3 separate regions of the Mus musculus genome follow, and all the other regions are linked to region 3. A link is a contact called in public Hi-C and HiChIP or PLAC-seq data. All regions are on one chromosome and are shown on one strand. Each heading gives the region's core, a stretch centred on a gene start, on an enhancer-like site or on the middle of the called end of the contact. The rest is flanking DNA. Distances are from core to core; before and after follow the strand shown.

Region 1 (3,179 bases), core at 334-2,833, 140 kb before region 3:
TATGATTGGAAAGAAATTTAACAACACAGAGATGGATTCTTGTAATTTATTTCTGCTCTTTCCAGGTGCCATGTAATGCCAAGTTATATAATGACATATACTCTAGATATATAAGATGATATATACTCCATATATACAAGCTGATGTATAGTTCAGATATTTAAGATATATTCTTCAGATATAGAAGATACATACTCCAAATATATTAGAAAAATGAGAGAAAACATAAACATAAAAGTCACATACAATAGCATAAAAATTAGAAACATATGTATATGTAGTAAATAGTGGCTAAATAGTAGTAATTGACTCAGCTGTAGAATGATTTAAACAACAGGCTAATGATGCTGCTAACAATATCTCCAACAGAATACCATCCCTTCTGGAAGCACAGGGATGAAACATCTTAAATGGGTTTGGTATTAATCCATTCAAGCTAGAGTTTTAACTTCAGGGTGAAGCAGTCAAGGCTTCTTATGAAAACAGAAGATGGGGACCAGGAAGGATCAGACCTAAATTTGAGACCTGTCCCAGAGACCATCCAGCCTCCCCAGCCAGAGACAGTATTCTGCAGTGTCAGTTATGGGCTGTGCACATGATGACACTGTGGTGGAGTGCAATGGAAGAAGCATCCTGCTGCTGTAGCTGATACTCAGGCTTTTTTGTGCTTGCCAATTATTATCTGTCACTGAAAATATCTTAGTAGTAAAGCCTGGGCTTTAGGCTTGAACAATGAAGATAGTTTGAGGAATGAAGTAGCTAGGCCTGCCTACCTCAGAAGTATGTGTTCTAGCCTTAGAGCTGAACTAGAGAAAGTGGAATTGAGAGCTACAGTTACAGAGATCATTTCAAGGTAGACGTTCAGTTTTATGACTAGGACAAACAAGATGGCCAGCAACAGTATGAAAGAAACAGATAATGCTTGCTATTCAATTCTAATGAGTCACAAGGCAACTAACTCATCTGCGACAGGCAGAGTGCTACATACAGCCCATGTGTTGTGCTGGATTATATCTAAGCCAATAGATATAAATATATCAGCTACTAGTGTTTCGTGGTGAGTTTCATAATCTCTCTAAGCCTTCGCTCTAAGGTTCCATCTGTAACTATAGAAAAGGAAAATCTACCTTTCTAAGCCTCAGTAAAGACTGCTCAATAGAACTTGACAAATGGTCGCTCTCTGAGGACTGTGCACAGGCAGGTGAAATGATTCCTGATTTAAAACAGGGCCATCTGGGAGCTGGCGTGGGATTAGACATTGGTTGAAGGCTGTATCTGTTTTAAAGACACTGAGGAGAAAGGAAGCAAGCAACCTCTGTGCAAGCAGCAATTGCTTGGCATCAGCTCTTGTCTGTAAAACAATACATTGCTGCTGAGGGACACCTGGCGCATACTATCCTATGCTGTGGGATATGTGTTGTAGTTTTGCAGAAATGTGGAGACAGAGGAGGCCTGTGACAAAGAGGCTCAAAACAGCCAATGGATGGGGATTTCCAAAGATAGTGAGTGAACTGTGACTAAGTCACCTACTTAGAAATTCCAGACTAGGAATAAAGGGCCCAGGTAGACAGACAAATAGAATGTCAGAGAGAAATAAATAAAATCTACTTCATGAACATTCAACACAATTCATTCAAGATGTACCAGTCATCATACCGGTTTGGAGCACACATGAAAGACACATTTTAATTCTTTTAAAATTGTCAGAGCGAATGGCAACATCTCTTTTGTGTCTCAAACTGTGAAAGGAAACTGAGTTGACAATGTGAAAGTTTCCTTTTGTTCTTTTTTTCCAATCATGTGGCCATTTGAACCTAGGGGCCCAACTTACCCGGATTCATGAGATATTTTGGCTAATGAAATACAAGCACATGTTTTGAAAAGCAGATGGTGATGTAGTATGAGAGATCCTGAATAAAAAGGGATCCAGATAAAAAGCTGCATGTATGATGTCTACAACCAGCATAGCAGAGTCCTGACTGAATCTCTTCATAGTCCCTTCCTCCATGCAAACCACACACACACACACACACACACACACACACACACACACACACACAAAAGAAGGAAAAACAGGTGAACAACTCCTTCACTTATAGATCCATAATTTGATTAATAAACTGTTCTGTCTCTCAGATCAGGAAATATATGTGGCATAAAGAATTTCTCTAACCCTGTTCCAATTTGGAGGCTCAAATCTGAACTCAGTGCTCTCAGCTAACACAGTTGCCCTCCACCACATTTCTGTCCTGTGCCTCGAGCATTTTACAAGCCCCACCCATGGTTTGCATGCATTACTCACTAATGTCTTACTTTCTGCTGACAAAGGGCTTCAGGTCATAATCAGGCATCAAATCAATCTGAAGGTGATTCAGCTTCTCAGCCAACACAATTTTACAACGTTTCTGCTGGCTGCCCGGGCTTGCTGAGAGACCGAAAGATTGTTTTCCCTCCTACATACTTAAATGTGATGTGTGTGTTACCATAACACCGCCAGTATCGTGAAGTCAAGATTTGTTTGTTTAAGTGGAGCGTATGCTTAGCAAGCATCTGAAGTATCTTGGAAGTATAGAGGGTTTTGGTTCATTCGGGCTCACAGACTGACATGTACCTTGGCTGAACTTTGAAATGAATTCTTCATTTATCACTGTTTTACTGCATCCTATTATTTTTGTTGGTCTCTTCACAAGCACGCTTTCTCTTTGATCACCCTATGCTGTGTGCCTATACAGAAATTTACAGAGTTAATCTACAGTAGTCTTAATTCTATAAAATCCATGCTAAATTTGTGCCATGAATAAAAGGTTACACTTAAGTCTCTCTCTCTCTCTTTCTCTCTCTCTCTCTCTTCCTCTGTGTGTGTCTCTGTCTCTCTCCACCCTCACACACACACACACACACACACACAGACACACATGTGATCTGTACAACTTCCCAAGTCAAATCATCTACCAAAATTTAAGTGAACCTATAATTTAATTTTTATGATATCCTAGAAGTTCTGAAATTTTAATGCTATAAATTCACTGCGTGATGTTTGTTTTTCTTTTTTTGATATACTTACTTGAAAAGTCAACAATTATTGTTTACTTCCATCTCAACACAACCAATCCTTTTCAATAAATTGTCGTAGGGCTCTCTTACCACCCGTAATGCCCTGAAAGGTCATCCACTGTGAG
Region 2 (3,270 bases), core at 497-2,996, 170 kb before region 3:
TGTGCTTTGTGGTATCATTACCCCACCTTAGCATACCTTGCAGACATAACAACATTGTTGATCAATGGACAAACCAAAACATTTTTTTAAGTTATCTTTAATTTTTTACTTACTCACTTTATGTCTTCCTCACTATCCCCTTCTCCACCAGTCACCCCCCGACACACATACAATCCTTCCCCCTTCCCTCTCACCTTCTCCTCTGAGTGGTTGGGGAAGAGTCCCCTGGGTATCCCTCTATCCTAACACTTCAAGTCTCTACCAGGCTAGTGCTCAGTGGAAGCACTGAGACCAGACAAGGCAGCCCAACTAGAAGAACATATCCAATGGGCAGGCAACAGTTCTTGGGAGAATGCCCTGCCCCTGCCCCTGCCCCTGCCCCTGCCCCTGCCCCTGCCCCTGCCCCTGCAGCTGCAGCTGCAGCTGCCCACCACCCAGTTGTTTGGGATCAATGAAGCAGATATACATCTGCTATATATGAGAGGGGAGACCTAGATCCATAAAGTATATGTTCTTTAGTGGTTCAGATTCTGAGAGCCCTCAAGGTTCCAGGATAGTTGACCCTGTTGATCTTCCTGCCTTTCTATCCCTTCCTCCTATTCTTCTATAATTGTCCCCAAACTCCATCCACTGGACAAACACAAACCTTAAACATCACTACCAAGTTCTGGCTTGTGATGAGAATTTATAAATGGATAATTCTAAGTTAATTATTAGGTCAATTTAGAAGTCATTTGAAGTAATAGAATGAGAAAGGTTTTTTTTTGTTTGTTTGTTGTTTTGTTTTTTTGAGACAGGGTTTCTCTGTGTAGCCCTGGCTGTCCTGGAGCTCACTTTTTAGACCAGGCTGGCCTAGAACTCAGAATTCTGCCTGCCTCTGCTTCCCAAGTGCTGGGATTAAAGGCGTGTGTCACCACGCCCATCTGAGAGTTCTTTTATAATCATGAAATGATAAAATATTGAAGACATGAAACATATCTATCAGTGGAACTGTTTGAGTTGAGAAAAATCACTCGATTTCAAAAAGAAAATGCTAATTATATTTGTTACATAATAATTTGTTACTGGTATATCAAAAAAAATGGTCACAAGACCATTTTTTTCAGTATAAATTTAGAACCAATCTCAATTACAGGCTTACTTATAACTACAAATGATTTTCTTTGCTCTGCTCCCAAGTCTTACAGGATTATACTTATGGAATAGTCTGCACCTTCTTAGTAACATGGTAGAGCCTTCAGAAACTGACCAGGCTTAATACTTCTCTTACTAACTACCATTAACATGGGGAGTTGGAAACCTGACAAATAAACATACTTGTAAAAAAAAAAAGTTTGGTGCATATTCTAAGTAGTAAATTCTTGTATCCTTTCATTAACTCATATGAGTTGGAAGCACTTAGATGCCGCGGGACTAGACTCAGTGGGTCCCTCAACCCCCAGGGAATCAGGGACCTGGTATTCAGGTGGGCAAGGAGTTGGTGGGATGACAAACAGAAATGGACACCAGAGAGAGCGCTGTATCTGAATGTAATTTCTCAAATCAGACTTATATTAAGGTTGTCCAAAATACATTGAAGTTACCCAATGCAAAATGACTTTTACAAAAAACAGAGGAATGCACACATAAAAGTTAACAGGAACTAACTGGGATAAAAATCAATGTTAACAACTGGGATCAAAAGCACCCCCACCTAAGGTCAGCTTATTCTTAGAAGCCAGCTGCAAGGGCTTCATGACCTTGCCATAGTTCCAATGCTAGTCTCTTGTATAATCCACCTTCCCCTTAGGCCATTGTAAATTCCTGTGTATGGGAGTGACTCAGCTATTGTTCTAAGTATTTACATTAGTTCCTTCTTAAACCACAATCTTCCTTCTTCCTGGGCCCTTGTAAATTCCTGTGTATGGGAGTTACTCGACTATTGTTCTAAGTATTATTTTGTAGACTAGACCTGAGTTTTCTAGCTCTATTCCAGTGAATTGTAATGCCTGATTTCTTTCACTGTCTCTCTGTCAACACTGGAGGCTTTTCATCTGAATGAGTAGCATTCTTACAAAAATCAAAGTCCAAGGTTAGCTCAACAATTTCCTAGGATATTGGAACACTGGTGGAGGCTAATCTAACTTAGCTATATGTCAAAATCAATCCTTAGAGGCACTTATAATAAAATAATTCTGAAGGAAAGCACACAGATCCATTCACCGACTAATGCAAGGACAGGTTTGGACCATTCGTTTTACAGGATGCCAAGGCTCCAGGACACTAAGTTTCTGTGAAACTTTTTGCCTCAGAACTGCATCTAAGCTTTTGGGCCTGTCACACAATTACCACTGGAGTAAGACAAAGGGACATTAGACAAGAAGGGAATCCAGAAAGACAAGAGAGAACTTAGTGAAAAGTGACAAATTCCGGAGAATATTCTAGTTTTTGAGATAGTTGCAGAGGATATTTCCCAAACATCATGTAAGAAATTCTAACACTGTACACAGGTGTTTGTGAGTCATCCTTCCTTGGATGAAATTCATCTATAAGTTTAAATACTTGCATAGTTTGACAGTAGATATGACAATGGATTTTTTTTTAGCAATCTATGTCCTTTTAATGGTGGAAATGTTGAGTTATTTATAACCTAAAAACATAGAAATTATCACTTGAGTTTAATTTTAAAAAATGTTTTATAAGGGTATTGTTACAAAGTTCTCTGAATATCAGGTATTTTATTCCAGCACAAATCCTTTTGTGGGTTTTTATCTGACAGGAAAAAAAAGATAAGGAATCTGGGGCACAGCGTTAAGGAAAGTAGAAGATCAAATAGCACGTATTCTCCCTCGGCGTTTGGCAAATGTAGAGAGAATGTCAAGTCTTGTATTTTACCATAAGAACAAATTAGAATATAATTGGAGAAAAACCAACATGTTATTTCATCAAGGCTGGAATGTGTCTTTTATGTCAGATATTTTTGGTATTTACTAATATTTTAACCTTGGGATAAGAATAAAATAAAATCTCAACTTACTAATTTACATCTAACTATGAAGCAACCATGTTATTTCAAAAGAATTTGAATGTTAGTCATTTTATATAAAATGTACTATTCTGATGACACAGAACTCCCAAAGAATTCCAGGAATTGCTCTGATTTTTATTCAGAAATGGATTTACATTGAAGAAAAATACTATTTTGTCTTAAAATTGAACCTAATGTATTTTAAAAGTTATGCAAGGGGCTGGTGAGATGGCTCAGTGGGTAAGAGCACCCGACTGCTCTTC
Region 3 (3,247 bases), core at 654-3,153:
AACTTGGGACTCTGCAGTTGATTCTGCCGGCTTCATACTCAGAGTAATTAAAAGGAAAGAAAGCACAGAACCCACGTCCCAGATGTTCTTTGCTCATGGTGCATTCAGAAGGCTCCAGCAGATTCAGCCTAAATTTGGAGTGAGGGTACTTAAAACTAAACCGTTCAGTGCTAATTCCTGAGCATCGGATTAGGGTCTAGGGAAATAAACACACAAACAACCAGCATGTTGTATTGCGTGCAGGCACATGCCTAACTAATTATGATATAACATGAAAAGGGTTTCTAATAATACTGAAATCAGAGTGCTTTAGGAAAACAGGAGGGAATGATTAATGCTGTAGAGGCTTTGTGGAAAGTTGAAATGGTAGCAATGAGGAAGTATCCTTTAGTGTAAGGATACTAAGCTGCATGATTTAGACATGAGGGAAGAGGGGGAATCAAGAGTTAACAGCAGTTCTAGCTAACCATCATATTCTAGCTAATAAACTGAAAAATATTCAAGAATTAATGAATAACTCTTTAAAGTAGATAACTCCTCACCATGAATCCTCCTTGTGAAAAAGCACAAAGCTCTGCTGTGGGAGTTAAAAAGAGGTATTGGGTCCTTACACGTAGTTTGAATTGTTGATGAATAGTTAATAATGTGAGCAAATAAAACAACGCAAAACTAGAGGCTAATGCCAAACACACTAAAGTTATGGTTAATTATGAAAGAACAGCACACTGACAAGGACAATTCTGGAAGAAGTTGCTATGGGTTGAGGTAGTCCATGAAGATTTCATTTTTCCTATGTGCAAAGAGAAAAATTATGGGGTTGGTTGGTTGGTGACAGGCAAAATCAACGTTATAGAGATCAGCAGCATGGGACACAGTAAAGAACCTCGGTCAGAGTCAGGAAACTTAAGCCCCTCATTAGGATGACTCTGCCACCAGCCACCTACAATGTGAAGTGACTCAGCTTTTGTGGTTCCCTGTTTTCTGGACTGGAAGGAGGCTGCTGAATTAAGTGTTTCTTTCACGCCCTTCAGTTCTTCCATCTTTTTACCCTCGTCTTCTGACCACCTCCAGCTACCAGACAGATCCGCTGTCATTTTTGAAGGTTGCATGGGAACCTTGAAGCTCCTGTGTTTAAACCCATCACACACTCAGAAACCCCCCCCCCCCAGCTGTTTGGTTTCTATGGGAACAATTCAAGAGAGTTTTGCAACCTAGGTTATGATTAGCAGTAGAATTTGCCATGGTGCTATCTACAAGACTTGATTGTACAGGTCCTTTCTTTGTCTTTATGGATGGCTCTACATTAGCCTGTGAATTTTGAGAAATTCATCAAAGTAAGCTATTTATACAGGATTTTCTTTGGATCTCCCCTCCAAACTGGGGAATATTACTTTCCACAAAATATGCCCGAAGTTTGTGCTCATATTCCTTCATATTATTCTTGTTGTATGATTAACGTTTGTAAATCTGTGTGTGTGTGTGTGTGTGTGTGTGTGTGAGAGAGAGAGAGACAGAGACAGAGACACAGACAGAGAGACAGAGATCACCCCCATCTCAGGCCAGGTGAAGACTCTATGTTTCAATGCTTCCACCTGGAACTTCAGGGTTGTCAGTCACTGAGGAGGACTAATTCCTGATCCTGTTGCTCAACCCTTCAGGCTCACTAACTGCAGGCCAAAGTTTTACAAAGAAACACCTGTACTCTTCCAAGGCAATTGGAATTTTTAAGTGGCAATTGCTCCTGTCTGAGGTCCTTGGAGTACTTTGTGAAAGTGAAGGGAATACAGGGGTTCCTAAATTACCCAGGCCCAGACGAAGACGTCACAGGCTGTTTTTACTGATGGACAGATACCTCATCCTCCCCCAAACACAAACACTCATAGATCCGGCCGGAACTACCTCCAAACCCACCCTGGACAGCGCGGCCGAGACAGGGAAGGTTTGCTCGCTCTGAGGGATTGCCAGCACATCAGAAGTGGCCGGGAGCTGGGGGAGGAGACTGAAGGGAGAGGTAATCCCTGGCGTTTTGAGCATCCCCTTTTTAGAAAGAAGGAGTCTCTCCCAGGACAGCTGCTGCGGTCACACCACAAACTTAAAAGCCGCCCTCCTGCTTGGAGCGTGCCTTTCCTCACCACGCTCGCTGGCCTAAGCGCCAACTGGTGGGTCACTGTCCGAGAGAGAGGCGCTGCGCTCGGGGGACAGGAGCGCCCCCTGCCTTCCCGCTTGGCCGTAGCCGCGGCCTCATTGCTCTGCCAGGGCCGCCTGTGCGGGGTTCAGCCCCGGCTGCCGCTCCGAAGAACTCGCGCCTGTGCCCGCGGTCGCCATCCTCTTGGCTTCCTTGGGCTGTCCTTTCCTCTCTCCTGAGCCTGCGACGTAAGGAAAGGAAAAGCGACAAGAGTTGCTAGCAGGAAGGTAAGTCTGTGATCGGATCACCTGCTATTCCATGGGAGGGTGCTCTAGCAACTTAATGTTAAGCAGGGATGCGGGGATCATTGTGGATCCCAAGTGATAATCCGTAGCGACTGGGGTGTTGGGGACCTGTGCCGAGTCTGAGAAGGAGCTGGAGAGCACACAGGATGCGGAGACCATGGTGGAGATCCTATGAGCTCCGCTCCGGAGATTGTGCGACAACTGGGGCTCAGTGCCACCTCGTCACTATGTTTCAGAATCTCATTTCGAAGTCCCGCCAGCCTGCGCCGCCAAAACTTTGCTTCCTGGGGCGTCCTGCTCAAGAACTCTGTTCTCTCCCTGGATGCCAGCTTTCTAGACCCCTCCCTAGCCTGGATAGCCAAGGGAGTTTAAGGACATACTTCCAGACTCCCAATTACAGGTTCATTTGGAGCCGCGATGGTAGGGAGGTCCCGGGTGAATTAAGCAAAGTGCAACAGCGCCTAGCTCGCCCCTTTCTACTTGGGCTGGGGACACAGTAGGTGAGAGAGAAGTTGTTGTTTTGATTGTGGGAAATTGAGGTACGATGTCCCTTTTTTCTTGCAAAGGAATTGCGACTGGCGCTGTCCTGGAAATGCGCATCCTTTTTGCTGGGGCGGACGGGTGGGTGGGGTGGGAGGATTTGAAGTCAGACTCTAGCCTCGGAGCTTGTTGTCTGTGAAGTGAAGTTGTGTTTAAGTGCTCTGGGGCCAAGGAAGCCTCTGTGGCCCCAGACATGAACCCCACTGTGCACTTGACCCCAAGGACGCTGTCAACTGTCCCTCTTGCTCATGGTCGCTAACTGCCCTGGCAGCCTCTG

What was found. A called contact is a pair of places that touch in the nucleus more often than the background predicts. HiChIP or PLAC-seq counts read pairs in DNA pulled down with a chosen protein or histone mark.
Region 1: a contact with region 3 is called in a Hi-C map of epidermal suprabasal cells, with 2.2 times the contacts expected there. The contact joins the enhancer-like site here to the promoter of Sema3d in region 3. A contact is called at or near these places in 1 of 39 promoter capture datasets (embryonic stem cells) and 3 of 484 Hi-C or Micro-C datasets (epidermal suprabasal cells, uterus and ventricular fibroblasts).
Region 2: a contact with region 3 is called in an H3K27ac HiChIP or PLAC-seq map of embryonic stem cells, with 6 read pairs. The contact joins the enhancer-like site here to the promoter of Sema3d in region 3. A contact is called at or near these places in 1 of 39 promoter capture datasets (the 3T3-L1 cell line), 2 of 484 Hi-C or Micro-C datasets (the C2C12 cell line and nephron progenitors), 1 of 115 datasets of contacts at active chromatin or transcription factors (embryonic stem cells) and 1 of 9 other capture datasets (adipose tissue).

Annotation. Positions count from the first base shown.
Region 1 is chr5:12,241,083-12,244,261 of GRCm38.p6, forward strand. No RefSeq gene overlaps it. Among named protein-coding and RNA genes, the nearest start is that of Sema3d, 140 kb to the right of the region's middle. Within about 2 kb of position 1,584, at least 10 of the 459 cell types and tissues checked have an H3K27ac peak or open chromatin away from gene starts, as enhancers often do. A contact at or near this core is called in epidermal suprabasal cells, where this site is marked.
Region 2 is chr5:12,208,010-12,211,279 of GRCm38.p6, forward strand. No RefSeq gene overlaps it. Among named protein-coding and RNA genes, the nearest start is that of Sema3d, 170 kb to the right of the region's middle. Within about 2 kb of position 1,747, at least 14 of the 459 cell types and tissues checked have an H3K27ac peak or open chromatin away from gene starts, as enhancers often do. A contact at or near this core is called in embryonic stem cells, where this site is marked.
Region 3 is chr5:12,381,263-12,384,509 of GRCm38.p6, forward strand. Sema3d (sema domain, immunoglobulin domain (Ig), short basic domain, secreted, (semaphorin) 3D) reads left to right here and starts at 1,904. Exons shown (of 18, transcript NM_028882.4): 1 at 1,904-2,412.